5 separate regions of the Mus musculus genome follow, and regions 1, 2, 3 and 5 are each linked to region 4. A link is a contact called in public HiChIP or PLAC-seq and promoter capture Hi-C data. All regions are on one chromosome and are shown on one strand. The core of a region is the stretch at or near the end of the contact, and the rest is flanking DNA. Distances in the headings are between cores, read along the strand shown. Region 1 overlaps Hsf5 (heat shock transcription factor family member 5). Region 2 holds the start of Mks1 (MKS transition zone complex subunit 1). Region 3 holds the start of Mmd (monocyte to macrophage differentiation-associated). Region 4 holds the start of Akap1 (A kinase (PRKA) anchor protein 1). Region 5 holds the start of Trim37 (tripartite motif-containing 37).

Region 1 (2,700 bases), core at 165-2,664, 1.2 Mb after region 4:
CTTTAGTCAAAAGATATTTTGAAGGAAGAGGTTCAGTCCGAGCACCATTTTTGTTTTCTTTCAAGGTTTTTGAGCCAGGGTCTCATTTGTGGCCCAGACTGGCCTCAAACTCACAATGTCTCCACCTCCCAAGTGCTGGGAGTATGATGTATATCACTGTGACCGCCCCTGAGTACTCTCTTCATGTTTTTTGAATAAATTCTCAAAGAAGTTCTTAATATTTAAAATATAGGTGACTAATTTGATTAATTAATTTGCCTTTATTGCAATAATCTGAATTACCTTTAACTTGAGGTTTTGTTTTTCTCTAGTGGTTCTAGGCAAGTGTTCTACCAATAAGTTATATTGGTAACTGCATTTCATGTGTTGAGCTGGGTTCACTCTGCAGCACAGGCTAGCCCTCATCTATAATAATAGTAGCAGTCTTCCTGCTTCAACCTCCCAATTGCTACTATTACAGGAGTGAGCCGCTCACTGCATCTGGCTAATTTGAGAATATTACATTAGCCATTGTAAGCAAGGACTGGTGGTTCATATCCTTCATCTCAGCACTTGGGAGGCAGAAGGATGATGAAGCCAAAGCCAGCCTGGGCTACACAATTAGCTCCAGGTGAGTTGGGTCTACATAGTAAGCTCCTGTCTAAAAAGAAAGAAAAGAAAAAAATGTTTGGAGCAGAGTACAGTGACTTGATTTGAATATTAGAAATTTTTTAGATTAAAAAATACAAATGTACTCAAGTCATTAAGAGGGAGGTTTCAAAGCTGATTATGGCACTATGCGCCTGCATATTAATAAGGGTGACCCAAAAGAATCACTGCCTGAGTCTGAGGGTGGCCTGGGATGGGCCCATTTCAAAACAAAGAACCATTTACAAGTGCTCCGGTGTCCAATAGATAACCAGACTCCTATAGCACACACATACAAAAACATGCCACTTATACACATTCATGCCTTAAAGTGTATTTATAATGTGCTTAAGGCACTATCTTTGGTGTCATTAATCTTCTTGTATCACAAATAAATATGTACTCTGTTATCTGTTAATAAAATCCTTAGCATCTGAAGATGATTATTAAGTTACCCTTCATCTTATCTAAGTTAATCTAAATTCTTTACTTTTCTTTAATATATTCAATATTTTGATGGTTCAATTCTTTCATTCGTTTATTGTGAATATGTGGAGGTGTAAGGGGGAATGCACATGCATTCACACCGGGACTGGAAGACTCCAGGTATCTCTATCAACTCTCCACCTTATTTCCTTGAATAAGAGGCAGGGGTCTTCAGGAACCAGGAACTAGGCCGGTGGCCAGTGAGCCCCAGCAATCAGCTCTAGAGTTAGAGTACAGTGTGGACTGGCTCAGCTTTTAAAAAGGTGAATGGAGGCCCCGCCTCCGCGCGGCATTGCGGAACCGGAGCTCCAGGCCGCGCCTCCTTAGAGGCTAGGGAGGTGGCAAGGCCAGGGCAGGGCTGCAGAAGCCCGCGCGATGATCGCAGCGAGAACAGCGGGGTCAGAGCAGACCACGACGAAGGCACACAGGCAGCGAGCGTGACCGGGCCGGGCCACCGGGAGAGCGGCCACCGGGAAGCCGGCGACAGCGGACGACTAGCGCTACCACCCTTTCTGCACTTTTTGCAAAACAGTGGTCAACAGGAAGGCCCAGCAGCTCCTCTCTCCTGAGTGGCAGGCCATCTTCGGACACAGCCTTTCTGGGCTCATTCTTCAGACAACTTTCAATCCCTTACTATAGCTATTTCTAGGTGCCCTTTAACATTGTGAACAAATAGACTGTTTGGTATTATAAAGCCTGTGTGTGCGGGAGCCTGATCCTCTAAGATCTATGGTGTAGCTGCTGTGTTTACAGCTCATCCTCTCTCCACTGTGCTCTGACCCTTTCTGTATGCCCTCCCCCTTTATTTCCAAGTGATGGTCTCAGTCTTCCCAATGAGCTGCCTTTTGTGATGTGATTATTTAAGCTCACTTATTTCAGCCTTTGGATAAACTAGGCTACTTTGCTTCCTGGGCAGATCTTTGGCAATGCTGAATATTCACTTGGGGAGAGAGGAGGAGTTAAAAATACAGAGACACCTACCCCCAGCTCCTCACAGTAGGAATGTGGCTTCAGACCCCTGCCCCCTGCTCCTAGTAACCTCTTGTTCGAGTGCTCTAAGCACCAAGAAGGCACCCAAGGCCCAGCCAGTCTCAGAAAATTTAGCAAATAATAACCCCTACTTGAGTCAAAAACAAACAAACAAACAAACAAACAAACCACACAAAGAAACCCCTAACTGAACAGAGAGTGGAGCTCAGGCCCTCACACTTGAGCAGTGAGCACTTTTCCTTGCTGAGTCGTCTCCCCAAGTCCTCTGAAACCTCATGTTCTTATATGCACTGTTAGGAAAACAACTATTTTATATGCATTTCAAAGGTAGCTATGAATACTAGTTTAAACTACAATTATATAAAACAACATGAGAGACATAATATGACTATAAATAATAAAGATACATAAAATATCATTCATATATGAATTACATCCCGAGGTTCAGTTCCTAGCATTTTAGAGCTATACATTCTAGAGCATAAAACTATTTCATCCTTACCAGGGGACTTTCCTTGTGAGTTGCTTCTTCGCTCTCTGTATCTAGCTGGAGTGGATAAACCTGTGTCTTTAGTAGACTTGTTAGCAGGCCCCATT
Region 2 (2,700 bases), core at 107-2,606, 1.0 Mb after region 4:
TCTAGTCCCGTATAAGGCACTAGAGTTTAGCTAGAGGCTGAAGGGCCAGCCCTTCCTCAATCCTGGCTGAATTTGCTAGATAAGGACCCTGATGTTTTTCTGAAACCACCACCGAATCATCCAGAAACACAAGATGCATGATTTGTGATCTGCCAGGCTACCCTTTTTGCCTAAGAATATTTCTGAGTAGAAAGAACAATGACAAAAGCATGAAAAATTATTGGCCAAACACGACGGTCCTGTCCTTTCTTTTGGCTTTCAAGGCAAGAGGAAAAAATCATATTTTCGTGCAAACTCCTGTTTTAAAATTGTTTTTTAAGTGTATTTATACATACATTTGGAGTTTGGAACATATTTCTCTTAGAAGTCCTTTCCCCATCCCCCAAGTCACAACTCGGGTAAGATGGCTCAAGCCCCAGGATTCATCTGGTGAAGAGATAACTGAACTGGTTCGCAAAAGTTATCCCCTGAACTTCACTCTCGCACTGTGGCATGGGCGTGCACACACACACAAAAGTAAATTACAATGTAAAAAAATAAATAAATAATAAAAAATTAAAAAGATGATTGCCCAGGTTCATTCAAATGCTTCTATATTCCTCGGCTAGGTGACACTGGGCAATAAACTCAACCTCTCTGAGCCTTCCGTTCCTCCTCTGTACCTCTACTGCCCCGCACCCCTGCCTTAGTCTCAAATGAATGTAGCGTCATCACAAACACCCACTAGCAGCTTGCGGAGGCCTAAAAGTGGCCAAGTCTATGAGGTCCTTCCCCATCTGGGCAGCAGGCTGGTAATGAAGGAAGTTGCTTGATGTGATTCTTTGCAGATGAACTCTGTCAAGAGAAGAGAAGCCCCAAATACGCGTGTCAGAGACACACAGCAAGGAGATATACAGAGCATGAATCGGGGAAAGAAATCACAGAGGCAGAGAAGTCAAGGCTGCTGCAAAGAAGAGGTGGGTAGGGGCGTCTGCTGGATAAATCAGCACAGGGACCCGAGGGGTTTGAAAGTGGCGAGAACTTGAAGGGACTTGGGCAGGGTGAATCTGAAAGGTGTACTTGGAAGCTTTCAGTGGAAAAAGATCCTGATAACAAGACGCGCGCAGAGATGGCAGAGGAAGTAGTTGGGATTGTAAGCGGAAGTAGGGGCCTCTGAGCATCTAAAAGCTTAGGGTGGAATAAAGTTAGGGGGCCTCGGAGCATAAAGTTAGGGGGCCCTGAAACTGGGGTCGAGTGACTACCGGAGGCGCAGGTTGCGCACGGGGTCCCGGGAGCGATACACGGCCTCGCCGGTGTCAGTGCTCCAGACCGCTTCCGCCATGACAGCTGCTTCGCGCTGCGACCGCGCCGGAAAGCGTGGTGCCTCGTTCCCCTGGCAACGGAGACGCTGGCTTCTTAGGCAAGGGAGGCGCTGCGCGCGCAGCTCTCCACGTCTGCGGGAGCCAGTCCCTAGCCTGGCAGCGGGACCCTCAGCTGTCCTGTGTGAGTAAAGCTCACCTCCACCCAAGGTGAAAGTTGGTGCACTGCACAAAAGAGAAAACCGCCATCAGCTACTTTGTTTAGGTGCAAAAATGGTGATGGTGGCCAGAACCAGGTGACCTGAGTCCTTACTTTCTGATCAAACACTGCCTTCCACTGAACATTTGAAAACTTCGGCCTAGGGGGCGTGGAGAAATGGCTTAGTGGTTAAGAGGTTAGTGACTGGACTTTCAGAGGAACTAGCAGGCCCAGATGGCCACTCACACCTGTCTCTACTCCAGTTCCAAAGGGTCAGACACCTTGCCGCCTTACAGTACACATGTGTTGCACAAACATGTTCACCATTATGCATAAAATAAATTTAAAAAAATTTAAGGAGAGAAAACTCAGGCCTAAACAGTTGGTGGATATGACTAAAAGGACATGCAAACAAAAATTAAAAAACAGCCGGGCAGTGGTAGCGCACGCCTTTAATCCCAGCACTTGAGAGGCAGAGGCAGGCAGATTGCTGAGTTCGAGGCCAGCCTGGTCTACAGAGTGAGTTCCAGGACAGCCAGGGCTATACAGAGAAACCCTGTCTCAGGAAAAAGAAAAGAAAAGACAGGAAAAGAAAAGAGAAAGAAGAAGGAGGAGGAGGAGGAGGAGGAGGAGGAGGAGGAGGAGGAGGAGGAGGAGGAGGAGGAGGAGGAGGAGGAGAAGAAGAAGAAGAAGAAGAAGAAGAAGAAGAAGAAGAAGAAGAAGAAGAAGAAGAAGAAGAAGAAGAAGAAGAAGAAGAAGAGAAAGAAAGAAAAAGAAAAAAAGAAAGAAAACATTCCTGGAAGAAAAAAAACCTGTGGGGCAGGTATATTAGTAGTTTTGTTGGTATGCACTGAGCCAGAGAAATAAAAAACAAGGAAGCCAGCAGAAAGGAAGGAAAGGGTGTTTTCCCTGGGGCATGTTGGTTCTGGATTATTAACCAGTTAAGACTCCGAGCCAGCCCCTGAAAAACCACCAGAGTGACATTCAGAAGTCATGGTTCACTGGCACATCCAAGGAAAGATGGTATAAGTTTAATTCCGGCAGTTTGGCAATATCAATATTGACAATTAGTATTTGACGGTTGCTACTTATTCATCCGAATAAGCAATTGTTGCCTGGCCTGGGACATTTCATGGCCATCCGATTATAGAGCAGAGAAATCATGAGCACCTAACTATTCATTGTGTGCACTAAGAACTCACC
Region 3 (2,700 bases), core at 71-2,570, 1.4 Mb before region 4:
GTGTTGGCTCTTTTACCCTTTGAGACTGGAAGAAATGAGATAAGCATTAATGAGTGAACAGGGGAAAGAAGGGAAAGGAAAACTAAATGGTGTGTTTACATTTTAAAATAAAAAGAAAGACCACTTCAAACTCAATAGCCTGCTCGGAAGATTTTAAGCATTTCTGCTTTTGAATTCTCTGGTACATCACACTAGGCTACCCTGTTGGTGGTGAAGGGCTGGGAATGGGTATGGCTGCCAGGCTCAGACAAAGGGATGGAGTTACCAGAAACCCCATGGGTGAACTTTCACCCACTTAGAAACATTAAAGCCCAGAGCTTTCTTTGGGAACAATAGGTCGGCAGCCTTCATCATTCCTTCCACGCAGGTAATCCACCCGGGAGAGAAGGGCCACACTATGTCCCTCAAGTCGGGCTACCCTACCACCTCTTTAGTGTAGAGCAGACAACCCGCCTTCCGGTGGCGCCTCCTCCGTTCTTTCTCCCTATTTCCTAAAACCAGGTTTCTCAAAGGCATGTCTCTCCACCTGAATGCTAACTTGCCCCTGCCAAAAAAAAATCCCCCAAATAGCACACCATTAGGTTCTTAGCCCGAGACACACAACCCCTCCGGACACCATCAGGAAAGCTGGACCTAGAGAAGCGTGCCTCAGTTTCCCTGTCTCTAGGGCCAACCACCGACAAAACACCTCAAAAAGCTCAGGCCAGACCTCCTACCCGCTGTAAGACAAACATCGCCACAGGGTGCTGCAGCAGCCTTAAGAGACCTCACGTTGGGGTTTGTATAAGGGTGGAGGCCCTGAGTGGAGTCGTGGGGAGGGGGCTCTGAGGCTGGAGTAGTCTGCTAGAAGCTAGCAGCAGCGGTGTCTGGATGGGGATCTCAAGGGCCAAGCTAGGTTTGCAAGCGGATGGAGGAGGCAAAGCAGATGCGGGGTCCCGGGGCACAGATCCCAAGCTGCCTGGAGGAAGGGGATCGCAGAACTGCGAGTCTTCCCGGGAGCCGGTCCTCGTCAGGGCTCGGGATCCCCCGGGACGGAGCACGTTCCCCGCAGAACTCTCACCGCTGGAATCGATTCCTGAACCGCATTGATCCACCGCTCCACCGCGGGGGCCGGGAGCTCCGTCTCTTTTGCACCGGCGGCAGGGCGCGCCGGCCTCATGGGCTTGAGCTGCTCCGAGGCCGCTGGCGTGCCAGGCGGGAGCCACGCAACTGGGCAGGGCCGGAGTGGGCCACACCGGGGGTCGGTCAGCACAGGGCCCGGGCCAGAGCAGGCGCCTGGGGGCGGGAGGGAGGCCGCTTAAACGGCCCCGGCGCCTCCCGCCTCCCGCCTCCCTGGCTCCTCCGCCCCCGGGTGCCTGGGCCCCGCCCCGGAGCCCGGCTCCGCCCCTGCCCGCTGCTCTCGCTGCGTGCGCCCGCAGCCACCTGCGCGTCACCGCGCCCAGTGGCCAATCAGTGTCCGGAGCGGCGCAGGGCTCCGCTGCCATTCATTTCCCTTGAAGCTCGGTAGGTGGGGCGGAACCTCAGAGCCGAGGGGTGTGGCTAGCCGAAAGGGGAGGAGCGCTGGGAGGGCGGTGCTCTGCATTAAAGCTTTGAGCGTGTGAGCTGCAACAGAGAGGAAGGAACAACGGTGTGTAGGAGATGGCCCACAATCTTAGAAGCAGCTGTGCCGGAAGTGGCAGCGAGCAAGAATCTATCTCTGCCTTCTAATCTTGGCCCCATATCGTTTATCCAGCCTTCATTCATTTCTGCGTCCTTCCTTTCATTTATTTCTTCACCTTTTACGCTGTGTAAAGACGGATTAGTAACACGGCTGTCCTATAAAGAAGAGATTGGAATTTCTCCAGGGGGATTCTTCTGGAGAGATCTTTTTACGTCCTCCATTTTATTTTCTATTTTTTAACCCAAGAAATTTCCAAGGAAAGAGTAGACTTGAATCGGCCCCTTTTGCTAAACCTCTGTAAAGCTAAAAGGACTTGCCAGAAGAGCAGATCCTAGGGAGAGAAGAGATAAGAGGTAGTGAATACACTCAGAAGAATACTGGAAAAAAGGAATTGACATGTGCAGGACCTGTCAGCATCACTCCTGAAATCCAGGTGTGCTCCCATCCAGGAAACCTGCCCACACACATCCCCCACTCCTCAAACTTCACCTTCTTGAGGGACTTAGGGCCAGCTTCGAAGCAGTATTTACTCTTTTTGAAACGAATGAAAGATGGGGGGATGCCGGGGAATGGTTTCACCCACCATTCTAGTGTCCTTCTCTTTAAGTGCCCCGGGGTGCTTTCCACAACAATTGCTTTGATCTTGGAAGGAATCCTTAGGTTCAAAATTATGTTACTCATTTCACAGGTATGGAGGCCAAGGCTTTGAAAGGTGGCACTGTTTACAATAGCCAAGTTATTATATTAGTGTAGGTGCCTACCAAAGGATGTAGAAAGAAAATGTGGTGTGTGTGTCTAGAGACAGCATGGAAAATTAGTCAGCCAGAAGGAAAAAAATGAAGACTCGGGAGTGATCTTTCCATTCCAAAGCTGCACACTTGGTTTAAAAGGACAATCGGCTCCAATAGAGGAGGACTGGATTGTTCTTCAGTGTGTGTGTGTGGGGGGGGGGGGGGTTACGAGTAACTACATTTCTGGGAACAGAGAAATGGATGGAACTAGATATCATCATATGAAATGAAATAAATAAACCAGGCTCA
Region 4 (2,700 bases), core at 118-2,617:
CTAACACTCATATGCATAAAAATAATCTTTAAAAACAATTTGGGCTGTGTACTTTGAGATCTCAACTCTGTAGCCCAGGGTGCTTTGAAATTGTGGTAATCTTCCCTCAGCTTTCCAAGTGCTGGCTCAAGAAATAAATGAAGCCGGGCGTGGTGGCGCACGCCTTTAATCCCAGCACTTGGGAGGCAGAGGCAGGTGGATTTCTGAGTTCGAGGCCAGCCTGGTCTACAAAGTGAGTTCCAGGACAGCCAGGGCTGCACAGAGAAACCCTGTCTCGAAAAACCAAAAAAAAAAAAAAAAAAAAAAAAGAAAAAGAAATAAATGAGTTAGACAGTAGATACTCAAAATTATATTCAGTATGCATAGTCTCTTTTTAAAACTTAAAATTCACATTTGATCACCAGTGAAGATTTTTCCCAAGTAATGGTTGGTTCTTAGTATGGTACCTTTCCTATATTTCGTTCAAAAAATGTGCACTGAAAGTGCCCTGTAATGCCAACACTTAGGGAGGTGGAGGCAGGAGGATCAGGAGTTCAAGGTCAACCTAGAACTTCCCAGCTTGAGGCCGTGAGACATGAGACACAGTCTCAGAATATCAAAATAAATAAGCAAGTAAAGGAAAGTGCCTAGGTTTTAAGGATCAGAGCTGGGCTGGTTGGCAAGTGGAACCTCCGTCGGATACAATTATCTGCAGGTAGTTTGGTTTTCTCAAGTCGTTGGGGGAGGCAGTGACTCATGGTGACCATTTCTTCGAAGGCAAACTTTGCAAAACCCCAGATCATTTAGAGAAAAGCCCCTTCGACATCACTAAAGTTGCGAAAATGAGAAATCAACTTGCCCTTGAGGGCTACACAGTATCCACATTACTGATCAACCAATGGCCACCTATTATACTCGAAAAGCTATGCTATGCTCGCAAGGTTACGGGAAAGCCAGATTCCTAGGCAAGGGGAACAATGTAGCATCGTCCCTCACCAGCCTCAGCAACCTTTTCCAGGAGAGGCACCATCCCAAGGCAGGAACCTGCCTGACACCTCTCCCCGGAGAAGAAGCAGAGACCCCGTGCGAGCCAAGTTCATTGTGCCGAGCACTCAGACACCAGGAACCCACCCCAGCCCGAGTGTGGGACGTAGGGGCCATCTCCCATGCCCGCCGTGAATATTGTTACTCTCGCGAGAGCGCCAGCAAGGCGGGCCCGTACAGCTCCGGGATGTCAGCGGAGAGCTCCTGACCGCGCCCCTCTTGGCGCAGCTGGGAGAGAGGCGCGCGCAAGTCGGGGGAGGGAGCGGCCGATGGCGCGCACGCGCAGGAGAGCGAGCGGGCGAGGGGGGCACGCCAGGGAGCCGAGGGCGAGGGGCGGGGCCTTGCGTCGCGCCGCGGGCACGTCGTTGCGCGTCCTCAGTATTTAATGTCTCTGTGTTCGCCCGGCCTGGGCTAGCACGTGGGGGAGCGGCCGAAGCGCCGTGCAGCGCTGCGGGGCAGGGCCGCTGGACTAGGTGGGGGGCCAGGGGGCGGTGGCGGGAGGATTGAGTGCCTAGACGGTCGCCCAGGAGCAGGTAAGTGACGGCTGGCACGGGCACCCGCCCGCCGGGCCCGGAGAGAGAACGAGTTGGGGTGATGGGGAGCCTGGGGTGCAGGTGCAGGGTGCGACGCGCGCGCCAGGTACTCCGGGGACCGAGAGCCTTGTGCACCGCGCCTGCTGTCAAGCGGGCGGGTCTGTGCCTTGATGACCCGCGCGCCCCGCTGGTCTTTCCCGGTCCCAGGGCTGCTGCTGACAGATCGCGTGCGCTGAGCTCGGGGCGCTGCTTTAAGCCGCTGCTTTCCCCTCCCATCCCCCCTCACGTCACTGGCCTCTAGGATGGAGGTGAGGGCGCAATTCCCCGGGCGCTCCGGTGCGCCTCAACTTTCCCAATGCTGGCTCACCCTTCTGGGTAGCCTGCCCGAGCGCGTCCCAACCAAGGTCGTCTAGTCTCGCTAGCGTTTACTTTTCAAAGGTCGTGTGTACCCAGTTTACGCGTGGAGAGGAGGCACTGGGGCGGTCTCTGCCAAGGACCCAGTGCCCAAGGCGGGAGAGGAGGTCCTTGGGGACCCCTTCCCTTCCTAACTTTCTAACTGCTGGGCCCAGTTGACTCTGGGTTGGCCCGGCAGTGGTGGCAAACCGGAGCAGGAAGACACAATTCCTGGAGTTCAGTGCCGCGAATTATTGGAGCGGACTCTGCCGTTGTAGCGGGGAGAATGGGATGCAAGACAGGTCCCAAACCTTTTGGCGGTGGAGAGACCATAAGACCAATTAGGATCCGGAGGTCGTGAGCTTGGGTGTCCGAAGGGAATTAGAGTTTGTGGCCCCATAAGCATGTCCTAAGAGGTGGGAGACCTCTAGCTAGAGGTGCCCGCTGACTTCTTGCGGGGGTGGGGAGGTCCAGGGTCACGTGTCGCGCCCCACCTTTCTTTCCGTCCCAGGACAGTGATCTGGAGGGACTTTGCAGGGGTCATGGGGGGACTTTGCCAGGGTTATAGGTAAAAACCTGCGTAGAGAAGCCTCCATACGCGTAAAGGAGCCTACATTCTGGTGTCAACTACTGCTGTGTCCTATCTTTTCCTGTTTCCTTTCTCCGGGAGGGAAGGTGCTGATAGTCAGGGGCTGTGCAGAAGGGACCTCTGAGACGCCCTGTGCCTAACCGGACCTTTTCCCTCCGGGAA
Region 5 (2,700 bases), core at 174-2,673, 1.7 Mb after region 4:
AAGCAACTCCAAGTTGTCCTGACCTCCACGCCGGCACATCAATGCACACCCATGCACACACTAAATAAACAAACATTTGTAAAGATATCGTGATTAGAGGCAAACTAATTCAGAATCTGAATTTCTGTCCTGATGTAATCAACTAATTATGTGAGCCTGAAAATCTGCAGCCACTATAAATGCGAGTGTCCCTATTGACATTAAGTTAATAACTAAAAAAAAATTGAAAACAGGGAAGTTTACCCACGTCTATTTTTACTCCATTCCAGAAAAATTAAACCCTCCTAAAACCAAGAAAAGTTTACAAAACCTTCACACAACTTTCACAAGAGCAATTAAGTAGAAAATTACTGATGGTCATAACTGCAAGACCAGGTCCTGAGAGATGCGGACTCTTAACTGGCTTTGGGAAGACAATAAAACCATGGGGGTGAACTGGGTTAATCTCAAGAGCAATGCTCAGTAAGTTATCCCTTATTTTTAAAAAGCAAAAATCATGTAGTACTTTAGTCTCTGAACGGTTCACGCCCCCCAGCCCCCAAGCAATCGTTTTGATGATTCTAGCCTTTATGGAAATACCCCAATCATGAAATCATCTTACAAGAATCAATGCTGGAAACTACTAGTCTTTAAGTCAGTCGAGTGTGAGAGAGGTGTGTGTGTCCTACAAAATGAACCGCTGAGGGTGAAAAAAATGTTTAATCATGCAGAGCAAGTCGTGGCGAGAAAGCAGGGCAAGTCCTTCCGATGAATTTGCAATTTTGCTCTAGAAAGGCTCAGCCTGCAAACAGCGACGAGAGCAGGTGCCAAGGCATCGCTGGAGCTCCGCAGCACCTGACTGCGGAACAGATTCAGCACCGGGCATGCTGAGGGCTGGAAGCACTACCGCCGGGCCAGCCTCCCTCTCCGCGACTCGCAGAGGCTGCCTCCCACAGGGAGGGCGAGCGCATGGGGCCCCGGATAGAAAAGGAGCCCAGCCGCCACCCTCCGTGATGCCCCTCACCTCCACACTCTGCTCATCCATTGCCTCCGGCTCTCGGCGGGGCCCTCGGCGACCCTCGGAGTCCGTGTCTGCGCTGTCAGGCGCCGGCCCGAGGTCGCCAGGTCAGCTGCGCTCACCTCAGCAGGCTCCCACAACAGTGCCACCTCCGCGCCCCATCCCGTCGGGTTCCCCACCGGCTACCCCGCATTTCGCCATTTTTTTTTATCCGCGCGCCAGCCCTGGGGCGGAGAGGGAAGGGCTAGCGGTAGCCGCAACGCCTTCCTCCCGCCTCAGCAGCTGGCCTGCGTCCGCGTGGGAGCCCTGGCCCACGTGACGCCGGCGCGCGCGTGTGAAAACCGCCGCGGGGCCCGTCCGGGGCGGAACAGGCGCCACAGAGAATTCGCAAACACCAACGGTAACCAGGGCAGCTAGAGGCGCGGCAACGGGGCGGACGCGATGCGCACGCGCACTCGGCGTTGCGGGAGGGGAGGGGAGGGGCGGGGCGGAGCGGGGCGGGAGGAGAGGCGGGCGCCCGGTTCCCGCGGTGCGCGCAGCACACGAGACTTGGAGAGGCGGTGCCGCGGGGAGGCGTGTCGGGCGTCGGCGCGGTGCCCTTCGCCTCGCAGATTTTACCGCCAGTGATGTAGGCTCCTTGGTGCGTCCTAATTGGAAGAAGCCACGCTCCCGAGTATTAGGAAGGGACGGAGAGTCTTATTTGCGTTCCCATTGTTTGTGGGTCACCTAAGGAGACCCTGGAGCCGGGAACTCTTGCTTGGTTAGTGTTTGCTTTCCGCCTCTGGGAGGAAACGCAGACTTTAAGCTTTAAAAAAAAAAAAAAAAAAAAAAAAACTTAGTCCCCCTCCATAGTAAATGCATTTGAAAGCTCCAATTGTAATGGACCGGCGATTTCTCTTGACCTGTTATTTTGAGACAAGGTTTCTTTAGTTCATGATAGACTGGACGTATAGTGAAGTCTCCAAGCTTCCTGGAAGTAAGGATTGCAGGGGAGAGGTACCACGTCTTCTCATTTTGGTGAGACAATTGGATCCACATCCCACCGACTAAGGCTTTCTTGCAGCTTGAGTTGTTTTTGCTATGGGGACTAACAAAGAGTCTAGGGAATCGCTTCTAAATTCCTTCCAGAAGAGACCAGTTAGGGTGCAGAAATTGAGGGTATGTGAGACAAAAGGCGTTGGTCAAATACTTAAATCTTAATTCTTCTCTTAAGCTTATTACAAAGTTATTTATGAACCCAATCCAGAGAATTGATAATCTAGAAAGAATCTTTTCGTTACTAGCAACATTTTTTAAAAATTATATGAACTATAAACAAGATTTATGGAGGTAGGACGGATGGCCCAGAGGTTAAGAATACTTGCTACTCCGGGGGAGGACCACTCTCTAACCCTGCCTTTGGTCTCCAGCCTATACTCCAACTCCATTCTGCCCACCTAAAACACCCACACTCACATGCACATATATTAATATAACCCAAAATAATCTACACACACATAATTTAATTAAGTAGAGATAGAATATGCTTTCACAAGCTGGGCATGGTGGAGCACTCGTTTAGTCCCAGCATTTGGGGGACAGAGGCAGGTGGAGTTCCAGGACAATCAGGGATACACAATGACACCGTGTATTGAAAAACCAAAAGCAAAAAAGGCTTTCATTTCAAACCACTTATGGTCTTTGAACTAGATGCAGGCTGATAG

Evidence for each region. Promoter capture Hi-C pulls out the DNA fragments that hold promoters and counts their contacts. HiChIP or PLAC-seq counts read pairs in DNA pulled down with a chosen protein or histone mark.
Region 1: a contact with region 4 is called in an HNF4G HiChIP or PLAC-seq map of pancreatic cancer cells. The contact joins the enhancer-like site here to the promoter of Akap1 in region 4. A contact is called at or near these places in 5 of 39 promoter capture datasets (the 3T3-L1 cell line, frontonasal cranial neural crest, hippocampal neurons and 1 more) and 1 of 115 datasets of contacts at active chromatin or transcription factors (pancreatic cancer cells).
Region 2: a contact with region 4 is called in an H3K4me3 HiChIP or PLAC-seq map of embryonic stem cells, with 4 times the contacts expected there. The contact joins the promoter of Mks1 here to the promoter of Akap1 in region 4. A contact is called at or near these places in 4 of 39 promoter capture datasets (the C10 cell line, the HPC-7 cell line, cranial neural crest and 1 more), 2 of 115 datasets of contacts at active chromatin or transcription factors (embryonic stem cells and large pre-B cells) and 2 of 9 other capture datasets (adipose tissue and embryonic stem cells).
Region 3: a contact with region 4 is called in a promoter capture Hi-C map of pre-B cells, with 2.7 times the contacts expected there. The contact joins the promoter of Mmd here to the promoter of Akap1 in region 4. A contact is called at or near these places in 2 of 39 promoter capture datasets (hippocampal neurons and pre-B cells).
Region 5: an HNF4G HiChIP or PLAC-seq map of pancreatic cancer cells shows a contact between it and region 4. The contact joins the promoter of Trim37 here to the promoter of Akap1 in region 4. A contact is called at or near these places in 1 of 39 promoter capture datasets (cranial neural crest) and 1 of 115 datasets of contacts at active chromatin or transcription factors (pancreatic cancer cells).

The regions. Positions count from the first base shown.
Region 1 is chr11:87,638,150-87,640,849 of GRCm38.p6, reverse strand. It overlaps Hsf5 (heat shock transcription factor family member 5), which reads right to left. Exons shown (of 6, transcript NM_001045527.1): 5 at 2,606-2,700. Among named protein-coding and RNA genes, the nearest start is that of Hsf5, 22 kb to the right of the region's middle. Within about 2 kb of position 1,414, at least 286 of the 459 cell types and tissues checked have an H3K27ac peak or open chromatin away from gene starts, as enhancers often do. A contact at or near this core is called in liver and pancreatic cancer cells, where this site is marked.
Region 2 is chr11:87,851,871-87,854,570 of GRCm38.p6, reverse strand. Mks1 (MKS transition zone complex subunit 1) reads right to left here and starts at 1,356. Exons shown (of 18, transcript NM_001039684.3): 1 at 1,242-1,356; 2 at 725-834. The coding sequence starts at 1,321.
Region 3 is chr11:90,248,096-90,250,795 of GRCm38.p6, reverse strand. Mmd (monocyte to macrophage differentiation-associated) reads right to left here and starts at 1,320. Exons shown (of 7, transcript NM_026178.2): 1 at 1,061-1,320. The coding sequence starts at 1,086.
Region 4 is chr11:88,863,253-88,865,952 of GRCm38.p6, reverse strand. It overlaps Akap1 (A kinase (PRKA) anchor protein 1), which reads left to right and starts at 1,367. Exons shown (of 11, transcript NM_001042541.1): 1 at 1,367-1,556. The region is part of intron 3 of 4930556N13Rik (RIKEN cDNA 4930556N13 gene); the gene reads right to left.
Region 5 is chr11:87,125,798-87,128,497 of GRCm38.p6, reverse strand. It overlaps Trim37 (tripartite motif-containing 37), which reads right to left and starts at 1,423. Exons shown (of 24, transcript NM_197987.2): 1 at 1,004-1,423. The coding sequence starts at 1,024.